Regions from separate parts of the Anser cygnoides genome. Here region 1 is linked to region 2. A link is a contact called in public Hi-C data. All regions are on one chromosome and are shown on one strand. The core of a region is the stretch at or near the end of the contact, and the rest is flanking DNA. Distances in the headings are between cores, read along the strand shown.

What was found. Hi-C and Micro-C count contacts between places; a contact is called where the count stands out from the background.
Region 1: a Hi-C map of liver shows a contact between it and region 2, with 2.9 times the contacts expected there. The contact joins the enhancer-like site here to the promoter of EGLN1 in region 2. A contact is called at or near these places in 3 of 7 Hi-C or Micro-C datasets (granulosa cells and liver).

The regions. Positions count from the first base shown.
Region 1 is chr3:44,039,056-44,044,473 of Taihu_goose_T2T_genome, reverse strand. No RefSeq gene overlaps it. Among named protein-coding and RNA genes, the nearest start is that of SPRTN, 14 kb to the left of the region's middle. Within about 2 kb of position 3,508, at least 1 of the 3 cell types and tissues checked has open chromatin away from gene starts, as enhancers often do. A contact at or near this core is called in liver, where this site is marked.
Region 2 is chr3:44,000,409-44,006,086 of Taihu_goose_T2T_genome, reverse strand. It overlaps EGLN1 (egl-9 family hypoxia inducible factor 1), which reads right to left and starts at 2,501. Exons shown (of 7, transcript XM_048047260.2): 1 at 2,278-2,501; 2 at 2,019-2,275; 3 at 1,414-2,016. The coding sequence starts at 2,347.

The DNA of each region.
Region 1 (5,418 bases), core at 2,259-4,758, 37 kb before region 2:
CAGGAGGAGAGACCACATCCTGGCAGGGTGCCCGTGTCCCACTGAGGTTTCCTTGGGGGTGCCCATGGCCCTGGGAGGTGGCAGTGGCTGGTGAGTGCCCAGGACCCTGTGAGTCATGTGCCTGGGGGACTAATTCCAGACTAACTCCGCTCCTACTTCACAACACTTTGCATTTGAAGGCTCTGCATAGGGACCTGCAAAGTTTGGATCAATGGCAGAGGCCAAGGGGATGAGGTTCAACATGGCCAAGGGCCGGGTCCTGCGCTTTGGCCACAACAACCCCATGCAGCGCTACAGGCTTGGGACAGAGCGACTCGAAAGCTGTGCAGAGGAAAAGGATCGGGGGGGTCGATGCTCACCTGAATGTGAGCTGGCAGTGTGCCTAGGTGGCCAGAAAGACCACCGGCGTGCCTGGCTTGTATCAGGAATAGCGTAGCCAGCAGGACCAGGGAGGTGGTTGTTCCTTGTATTCATCTGTGGTGAGGCCACACCTCGAGTGCTGTGTTCAGCTGTGGGCCCCTCACTACAAGAAGGACATGGAGGCCCTGGAGCGTGTCCAGAGAATGGCTAAGAAGCTGGTGAAGGGCCTGGGACACAAGTCCTGTGAGGAGCGGCTGAGGGAACTGGGGTTGTTTGGTCTGGAGAAGAGGAGGCTCAGGGGAGACCTTATTGCTCTCTACGACTACCTGAAAGGAAGGTTTGGGGAGCTGGGGGTCGGCCTCTTCTCACAGATAACTAGTGATAGGACTAGAGGGAATGGCCTCAAGTTGCGCCAGGGGAGGTTCAGGCTGGAAATGAGGAGACATTTCTTCTCAGAAAGAGCAGTCAGGCATTGGAACGGGTTGCCTAGGGAGGTGGTGGCGTCACCGTCCCTGTGGGGGTTTTTAAGGAAAGGTTGGACCTGGTGCTTAGGGACGTGATTTAGTGGGTGATATTGGTGGTAGGTAGGTGGTTGGGCCAGGTGATTTTGGAGGGCTTTTCCAACCTTAATGATTCTGATTGTGATTTTGCCCAGAGAGGTGTTGGAGTCTCCCTCTATTCAAACCCTGACTGAGCAGCTGGGTCAGGGTGACTGCTCAAGGGTAGGGACCTGCACCAGACCTTCTCCAGGAGCCACTTCCTACCTCCACAGCCCTGAAATTCTGCCTTACTACCCCACAAGCACTTCAGGATGGACCGAAATTACAGCTGAAGGCAGTTAAGATCCATCTTGCCCTCGCAGTGGAATAGCCTAGCAGTGCGCACACCATCTCCAGCCATCGGTCTGTTTCCAGCTGCTGCTTTTGTTTTGCTGCTTTTTGTTTTGTTCTCTCCCTGCAAGGTTGAGCACAGGCAGCTCTCCTCACTGCCCCCACCCAGGCCACAACCAGGAGGGACAAAGCCCCAGCCCGAGCATCAGAGACGCCAGGCGGAGCCGGGCACGTGGCATGAGAGGCAGGAAAAAAAGGTGAAAGGAAGCTCTGCCCTGCCAAGCCTGGCAGAGGAGTGGGCAGCTGTGTCACCACTCCTCACTGCCTGGCTGGAAAGGCGATTTTTTAATTGTTGCTTCTTCAATAAGCCGTGAAGGGGGAGCCAGGATTATCAGTGCTTCAGATGATGCGAATTAAAGCTTAGATGTAACCAACTTGGAATGTACCTGTAAGAGACTTAGGAGGCAGGAAAAGCATCTGATGGCAGGAAGTGGGAGGGATTTCAGGCACTGCAAAACCCCAAAAGACTATTCAAGCTATCTGGCAACATTTCCCTGGCAATTTCACAGAGTTAAGGGGACACCACCCAAGAGGTTTTACTGCTAACATTTGTGCAGGCACTTGCTTCTTGAAATGCAGTTTTGTCAAAGCAGACACATGTCCTTAGTGGTAAGTAATGGCTTTGGAGCTTTTTGCAAGGCATTTTGGATGCCAGCATTCTCCAGAAAAAACGAGGACACCTGAGGTTGGAGCAGGATGCATAAAATTGCCTTAATCCAGGCTTCCTCCCAATTCCTTTACATGCTCTAGAAATGTTGAATTCCCTCAGGACTCTCCTGTAGCTGAGCTCTCCCAGACTAAATGTAAGGCTTTGTACCGCTAGCAGTGCATGTGCTGAACCACTTGTAGGGTTGTGGGCAGTCTGTGCCCACCCTGGAGCAGATACCTAGAGAAATGGGCCTTAACTTCTTCAGAAAGGGCAGGGGCAGCAGAAATCTCTGCTGTTGAGCAAGCATCCCCAGCACTGGGTTGTATGATTTGTTGATCCCAGCCCATGCTGGGACATGTGCGCACAGGCACTTATTTTTGTGTTGAAGTGTTGTCATTTTCAGGAGATTTACAGCTAGATGCTCTGTTTGTGGATCCTGCACCAGTTTCCAGTCTCCTGGAGTCGGTCCCTACCCAAACTTCATGTGAAATGGCTCCTGGGTGTCCAACAGCAGGGACGTGGGGCTCGCAGCAGCAGCCGGGGGCAACACTCCTGGCTGGGACTTGGCACAGGCTCTTCTGTAGGCATTTTTTTTTTCTCTCCTCGTTCAAGGGCTTAGCTACCACTTGACCTCCTGGAATCGCCCAGCAACCCCAAATATTTCCCTCAGCCAAGTATTTTATGATTTAATCCACTGCCCACATGAAAGTAGAGTAGAAACTCCTGGAGATCAGCTGAAAGTGCTTGGGACAATGCTTCAGGACTCAGCGCCGCCTGGAAACCAGGGCTCTCGTTGGACAAAGGCGAGGATGCAAAAGCGTGCAGGGCCCCCCAGGCAGGTGCATTGGCAGGAATGGCACGGGGCACGCTGGGCAGAGCTGCTGTTCTCCATACACTCTTGCCCAAGGATGCTGGAACAAACTTTCAAGCTTCCTATTAGCACTGGAGGTGCCTCCTCTGCTCCCAGCTCCTTCATTCCCAGCCCCAGTGGATGTAAGGTTGCAGGTGACATCAAGGTGAAGCAGCCTCACAAGGACCTAAAGAAGAGTTTGCATCGACAAAAGCCTCCCAGCCCAAATGCCCCCCCTGTGGCTGCTGCAAGCTAAAGCAGCGCGGGCCCCCTCTTGCCGGTGGCAGCACTAGGGGGACCCAGCTGCTCGCTGTTGCTTCGCCCTGGCTCGCTCCGCTGTTCCCGACGTGTTTCTGCATTCCTGCTACGTGCCCTACAGATAACAGCTAATGCGGGCAGGTTTGCTGAGTCATAAGTGAAAATGATCACGCAAAAAAAAAAAAAAAAAAAAAAGGCAGAAAAAAAATGAACTCTATGTGCTCTCCTGGTTCTGTAGAAGCCTAATTTTTACTGTAAATACGTTCCCTTACAGATTATTTCATACAAAATTGTGGCTCTAGCTATGTAAAGTTGCTTTCTACTTGTGCTATTTTAAATTAAGCTTTAAAAAGAAAAAAATATATATTCTCATAGTGCACATGAGGAAAAAAAGCTAACCTAAGAAGTTTAGAAGTGTTACCTACTTCCCTTTAGAGTTCTACATAGAACAAAACTTTAGGTCCAAAGAGAGTTAAGCTACTACTACAGTTCTTGCTTGTTCTTTAAAATATGACTGTGCAGAACATGCACCCATTATTAGGTTGCGGCTGGGGAAGGGGAAGTGAAGGGAAAATAAATATGCCCACTCCAGCAGCTGGAACTTTTGCGTTTTTCTGTTGGCACACCATCTTTGCTGAAAGGAGCAGTGTCAGCTGGGTTCTCATCTCAGAAAACAAATCCAGTTATTACACGTGGCCTTGCGTCCCTTTACCAAATGTTAGTGGTTTCCAGAACCACATTTTCCTTGGAGAAATGGTTACTCCTTGATGTCCAAAGATGCTGCCAAGTGCTCAAATAAAAACAGTTCTGAAATATCTTTCAGCTCCAGGAACTCAAGGTACTGCAGTCACCAACAGTTGAGATCGTATTTGTCAGGTTTGGGGCTGGTCATGTTTAGTTTGTTCTAAAACTAGGTGGGTTTTTTTGTCCTTTTTTTTTTTTTTTTTAATGCATTCATTCCCATTCTCACTGTATGAAAAACCTTCTCTGGATTGCAACAGCAATTAAGCAAAGCCCCAAATTCTAGTTTTCTTACATTTTTAGCCTTATGTTTCAACATGTCATCTACTACAATGTAATCCTTATTACTTTTAAAACTTTATTATTTTTAAAGCTTGCTTACATGTCCTAATGCAAGCAAGATATATTTATAACACACGATTTATGCTAGTTCTGATTTTTTTTCTCTTTTTTTTTTTTTCTCCTTGGACCTTTGTTTGACCCTTGCTTTCTTTAGGCAGTGAAATACCAACTCACAACCCAATTCAATATGCAGGTATTAGGCTTTCCATTTGTGAGTAAGAATCAAATTTCTGCATTTCAGTTAATGCTAAGTTTCTTTTTAAAAGCAAAAAGAAAGCTGAACCACGTCATCTCTTGAAAAGAGCATAGGCAAGGAAGTGGTTCCATCCTAACAAACCACCCCAACACCCAGACAGCCCCCCCAATTCACACGGAATATTCTGAGATGAAATTTTGTTTCCCATGTCCAACCAAATTTGAAGACAAAAATGGGGTTCCAGTTTGGGCACTGCCCCAGAGCAGCCCACCTGTGTATTTTACAACCCTCAGCTCCCAGGTGTGAGCCGTGCCCTGCAAACCTTCAGCCACATGAAGATGCTGGTATTGGGGCTTATAAGCTAAACTACCTGGTCACTTTTTCCAGCATTTATTGCCATGTTGTACACAAGATAGTTATAATAATCTCTCCCAAAGAATGCATGAACTATAACCAGTACAAATATAACATTTGTGCTTGGTTATATTCCATATTCCTCTCACCCACTCCACGTGCCTTTTATTTTGGGCTCAGGCATCATTCTCTTCCTGTCCTACTTTACTATTTCTATTAAACTCTTCCTTCCTCCCTGTCATGCTAAGGACTTCAGTTTATCCCCAGTGGGTTGGTGATTTACATCTCATGTGCTCCTTCCACTTTTTTACTTCCACTTCTATGCGGGGGGGGAGCTATGGCCTTTTTTTTTTCTTTCTTGTCTTTTTTTAGGAAATGGATAAATGTGCTTACACTCAGTCATCTTCAAAGCTATGTGGAAAAGCTCAATGGAACGGAGTAAGTGGTTGCAAAAGTCAACAGAGCAAATTCTCTGGAACTCGTTTTGTCTGGTAGGGCAGAGGACCTCGAACCCACTTCTCTCAGCTGCTGTCCGCTCCCACCTGGCAGGGTCAGGCAACTCTGATGCAGCAGGCACCTCGCAGAGCTCCTGCAGCAGTGTAATAGCTCAAACAAGCTTCAGTGCATTTGCAGCAATCGTTCACATTTACTTCACATTCCCCCCAAAAAGGCTAAATTGTTATTTTATATGAAAGCCGATTGTCAGAGCCCCAAGGTTTCTGCAGATCCATACCCACCTCCCAAAAATGCAGATGAGATCCAAATCCAAGCAAGTCCC
Region 2 (5,678 bases), core at 1,252-3,751:
TGAACGTACAGTGACAGCAAGGGCAGAGGGAAGGTACAGCAAAAGGAGAGAAGGTGAAGGCTATCACATTGCTGTTGTCCCTGCAGACCTGATGAATCAACACTGACAAACCCAGTAGTATGCTACAAGCTCCGACTTTGCTGGGAGAAGATCAAGGGAACACGAGAAGACAAAGTGATGCACTTCTGTACCACTGAGCAAAGGACTGCACCTGTTCTGATCCCTGAAATACATGGGAATTTCAGCAGTGACCGAAAGCCAAGCAGCGCTAAACAACCTTTGATACTTTACCGTTGCTCCAGAAAAACGTAGAGCTATCTGTACGAAGGGACTCATCCCCATCCACAGGCATTCTTTGACAATTAGCAAAAGTATCAGTCACCACTTAGAAAGGCAAGATGCAGCAGCTCAGGAATCACGCGCGTGATCCGGCATTACAATGCCAAAAGTCCTTTTCTAAAGCCCTGGCACGTATCACTTACAGAAGCATACCGCTGCAGATAGAAACACAAGCAGTATTCCTCTTTCCTGCATAAAACTGAAACCCAGTAAAGCCACAGGTATTTTTAGAGCGCAAGTTTCAAGCGCCGGGGCCTTAAAGAGATTTAGAGCTGTCTGTAAGATAAGTTGGCTTAAAAAAAAATCCAACCTAATGGGGATATGGGGGAAATCCAGACCACGTCCCTGCTGAGAGTTATAGCACGGTACCGGTTCAACCAGAGGTACACCGAGACCTCATTTCAAAAAAAAAAAAACAAACAAAAAACACCAAGAAAAAGGAAATTCCCACCCACTTTTCCGTATCGGAGGAGCTGGGATTTAGCGCACCCAACACAAACCCAGGGCTGTTCCTTCTCTCCTCCCTGCCAGGCTCCCCAGCAGCTGAGGTCCCGCAGCTGCAGCAACAACAGCCTGTCTGTGGCCGGGCGGCCCCGGCGCTGCGATGGTGCTCAGCAGCTCACTGCCTCCCTTATACTGCACCGGGGGTAGCAGCGAACTGTGCAGGGCTACCCCCCCCCCCCCCCCCCCCCAGCCCTTCTTTAAAAGTGAAAAGCTACTGATGAATATTCATTGCTGGGCCTTTACCAAGGGGTGTGAATTTCATTTTCAGGGCTCGGGGAGAATTGCAAATTAGCCTGACACAATGGGCGAGCTTGACTGGCTTCTCCGGCCTCAAGACACTGCTACAGAGAGGAAAAAAAAAATCAGATTTTGGCAGGAAAAAATAAAATGAAATGAAAAGCGTGCTAAGACCTTTCAGAAACCCAGCCCAGCTCCAGCACCGGCTGGACCCCGTGTTCGGGACCCAATGCGTGCGCTGCTTTCGATTTTGTTTTCTTTTTCCCTTTTACACCCCCCTGTTTTAGGGGGAAGGCCCGGCGGGCCCCCCGGGCCCCCCCGCGCCCCACTCACTTTCGTCCTGCCGTTGATGCGGTAGTTGCCCAGCTTGCCGCTGCAGTGGCGGATCAGATCGTCCATGCTGTTCATCAGCAGGCGGATGGTCTGGCAGCCCGGCTCCTTGCCCTCCACCCAGGTGATCTTGTCGCCGCGGATGTCCTTGGACGAGTCGCTCTTCTGGCTGACGAGCTGCCCGTCGGTGAAGCGGCCGGTGTGGTGCAGGGCCCGCACCTCCTGGGCCACCAGCCCGCCCAGCTCCTTGCCCAGGAAGTCGTCCACCACGCAGATGCCGTGCTTGTTCATGCAGGGCACGATGTACTCCAGCGCCAGCCGCTGCGGCACCAGCGACTTGGTCTGCCCGTTGGGGCGCAGCGCGGCCCCGCCGGGCCCCGCCTGCACGCCGCCCGGGTACAGGTTCGACTTGTCCCGGTACAGCAGCACCGCCTCCCCGGACGGCACCGGCGACGGGGCCGCCGCCTCCGTCTCCCCGCCGCCGGCAGCGGCAGCAGCAGCGGCAGCGGCGACGCGGTTGTGGCTCAGCGGGGCGGCCTCGCCGGGGGCCTCCGGGGCCGCCGCCACCGCCCCCCCCGGGCGGCCGCCGCCCCCCGCCGCCGCCGCCCCCCGGCGCTGTGTGCTCGGTGCGGCGGGGGGAGCCCTGCGCGGGCCTCGGCAGCGCCCCCTGCTGCGGCCGCCGCCGCCGCCGCCGTGCCTCCGCCGCGGCAGATGAGCTTGTGCTTCTTCCAGTCCTGGCGCTGGTGCTCCTTGCTGCAGTAGAAGGAGCTGCGGCAGCGCCCGCAGCGCAGCAGGTTCTCCATCTTCCCGCACAGCTCGCAGTACTGCCGGTCCCGCTCGCTGCTGCTGCTGCTGCTGCTGCTGCCCCGCTGCTCCCGCTGCTGCTGCTCCCACCGCCGCCGCCCTGCCCGGCCCCGCCGCCGCTGTCATTCGCCATGGCGCTGCTCGGCCGCCGAGGGGTTATGTAAGGAGGCGGGCCCCCGGCCGGCCGCGCTGGGAGGCAGCGCTCACTGCATCATGGCCGCCCGGCGCCGCCGCGGCCCCCGCCGGCCCGCGGCCTCCTCCGGGGCGGCCGAGGCGCGGGGCTGCCGCGGGGGCCCCCCGGCGCCCTGCCTCCTCCTCCTCCTCCTCCCTCCCGTGCGCCGCGATCGCCGCTAGCGCCGCCTCATCGCCGGCCGGGCGGGTGCCGCGGTGCGGTGCGGGGGGCGCCGCTCGCTGCCCGCCGCCCGCTCGCTGCCCGCTGCGGCCGCCGCCGCCGCCGCCTCCTCCTCCGCCCGCCGCGCCTCCGCCGCTGTGTCGGGGCGAGGAGGAGGCGCCACACTCGCGGCCCGCTCCGCACGTACGCCACTTCCAGCCCCACAGCGCCGCCGGCGCGTCAGGCGGGCGGGGCCGCAGCGACCGGGCGGGCGGAGCCGAGCCGAGCCGCGCCGGGCCGGGCAGGGCCGCGTAGGCCGCCCCGAGCCGCTCCGGGGGGCGCCCGGCTCGGCCGTGCCCCGGGCGGCCCCCCGAGGAGGGGCAGCGGGGCCGGGCTGACGGGGGACGGTGCGGGTTTTGTCGCTCCTCTGTGCCCCGGAATACCCCTGCCGGGTAAATAACGTGACTTCTGTTCGACCTGACCAGGCCGGGGGCAGGCGGCTTAAATAAACGCCGAGAGCAGGAAGAAGGAGCTGGCGATGTGGCCGCTGAAGCCTCAGGGAGTGAGGAGCTAGGGCCGCGATGAACGCGACAAAGCCCCTGACGGGAAAAAGGAAATGGGTTTGGCAGAGCAGCCGGGAACCTCCAGAGGGTGAATGGGGAGAATGGCGAGTGCAGAAGCCACCAAATGGAAGGTCTTAATGCAGTCACATCAGTTATCAGAAGCCACGAAAGGACCTCTAAGATGACATACAGGCTCTGATCGATCCAGCTGAACCGTAGTTGGTAGTAGGCATCAAGTAAATGCAGCATATTCTGTAATTTCCTGCCCAGCCCGGGGTGACAGTGTTTTACCCAGCACCTCACAGTCTCCCACAACGATTCCTCCTGGGCAGCCGGGGTTCCCGTGGCCACCCCTCCGAGAGCCAGCTCGCGAGCAGGCCAGAATTGTTCCTTCCGTGGGTTTGCCTGGGCTGGGCTGGCTGGTGAGAGGCAGCAGCCCTCAGCTGGTACGCACCGCCTTTCTGGTCAGAAATCCATCCTAAAATCCAAAACGTGTCAAAGAAATGAGTCAATATCTAGATTTGGAGGGAGAAAGGTGAAATTAGTCCTCCGGTTGGTAACCCAAGATGAGTAGCTTGGGCTTTCTACCTCTATGTTGCCACAGGCTTTGATGTGATTTTGGACAATTCAGTTTTTCTTCACCTCCAGAACAGAAATACCAACACTTTCACTCCTCACAGGCTGTTGTGAGGCCTAAGACTGTAATATAGTCTAGTAAGATGGCTACACTAATGCTATCGAAATGGATCATTCTCCCCATCTGTCTATAGAGAACTAGATTTAAAATTAACTGACATATTAGTAGGACTTAGAGGAATGTTAGGCACTGCATGTGCTATGTGAAGGATGTCAAAGGAGAAACAAAGTGTGCCAAGGCTACAAATGCCTGTGGTACATACACAGAAAAAGGGAAGGAAAAACAGGGTGAATTATGAGGAAGGCAAAAGGAGGGACTGAGAGGACAAGGTCATGTCATGTCCATGAAATCTCCTGAATGTGATCAGCAAGTGCCAAGGCTGATTTTTTTTTTTTTTTTTAAATGAAGAGCTGAAAGAACTGGAAAAGCTGGGAACTGAAAACAGAGTCACAGGTTAGTAATTTCTTTGTTCATGGCTCTTAAAGGAAGGAAAGTATAATGGTAGAGGCAGAAGGAAATGGTTTAAAAAGATGTTTTAAGTCCAGAGCATAAAGGGGACAGATTTTTAATCTAGGCTTAATGGGAGTTGTTCTTTGACTATAGCAATATGAGGTACGTCAGAAATACTAGGCATTCCTCTAGCGTGCTTTAAGCTGAGATTAATACAGCTAAATTCTTTGGACTTAGAGCATTGTTAAACCAGGCTAAACGAGAAAAGAGTCGAGCCTGTTATTTTCAAAAACTTCAGAAATGCAAACAATGCCAGGGGGAAACCGAAGAGTTAAAGACCTTTTGCATTTGTTGTGTACTCCTTCGGCAAACATAATGGAGATGAAAGTCACAGGCTCAGAACTCAGTAGTCCAACCATGAAACAAATAAGGACCAAGGCACGAATATGGTGTCTGGCTAAAACCAAATGATAGTTATTAATTCGTGGGCTAATTTGGCTTCAAAACTCCTTTGTTCTTTCCCTCTTTCCCACATGTCTTTTGGGATGCAATTAAAGGTTTTGGTCTTAATTTTTACGGTTACTAACGTGCTGAACTACTTCGAGTTGTCTTGATGTACTACTGTGTTCCCAGCATGGTCAACAGAAAAAAACAAGATCAACAAAATCCATCTTCAAATACACAAAACATTTGCCATATTTTATGCTTATAGCGCATCACCAGGGGCACAAAACAATTCCATAGAGGTTGTGCTCCAGTGACAAAACTGAAGAAAAGAGCGGTGGTAGGGAAATTCTGAAAACAATGACTATTTATACCACAATTGTGTCTACAACGTGCTAGAAATGTTTTCCAAGCATATAAAGACTCTATTCATTGCCAGAGAGCTTGTTCCTTAAAAGACAGCATAAGGGCAAAGCATGACAGAAAGGAACATACAGTATACAAAGCAAAATGACCAACACGAAGGTTGCCAAAACGGAGGGGGAGGGTACTGCCTCCTCTCTTGCCTGTGAGTTACTCTCCACTGGCTCCCTAGCTTGGCATTTCCAAGAGAGCTAATTTCTTCTGTGTGCCAGTGGAGGCTGGAAAAGAGCTTGAAGGGTGACTAGGCAGTGATGAGACATAATCGATTCGCAGAGAATGCAGATAAAAAGTTTCTAAAGTTGTACCAGTCATGAGGCGGAGGATGTGGGATAAACTTAATGCAAGGTCAGAGGGTTTTGTTTTTTTTTTTATCACCACTTAGATACAGATCTGATGTGTTTATTAGAAATACCTAAAAAAAAAATGGGTTGGTCAATGAATAACTTTCCTGTTTTCGTTAAGTAGTAATAATAGCTGCATTTATCTATCCTTACATGTGCTTTATAGAGTTCAAGTGCAGCAGTTGTATGGTTGTACAAGCAACCAAAAAGAATCTTTGAAGCCCAGGGGAAGGGAAGAATGCAGGACAGCAAGACTACAGGTGTTGAATTCACAG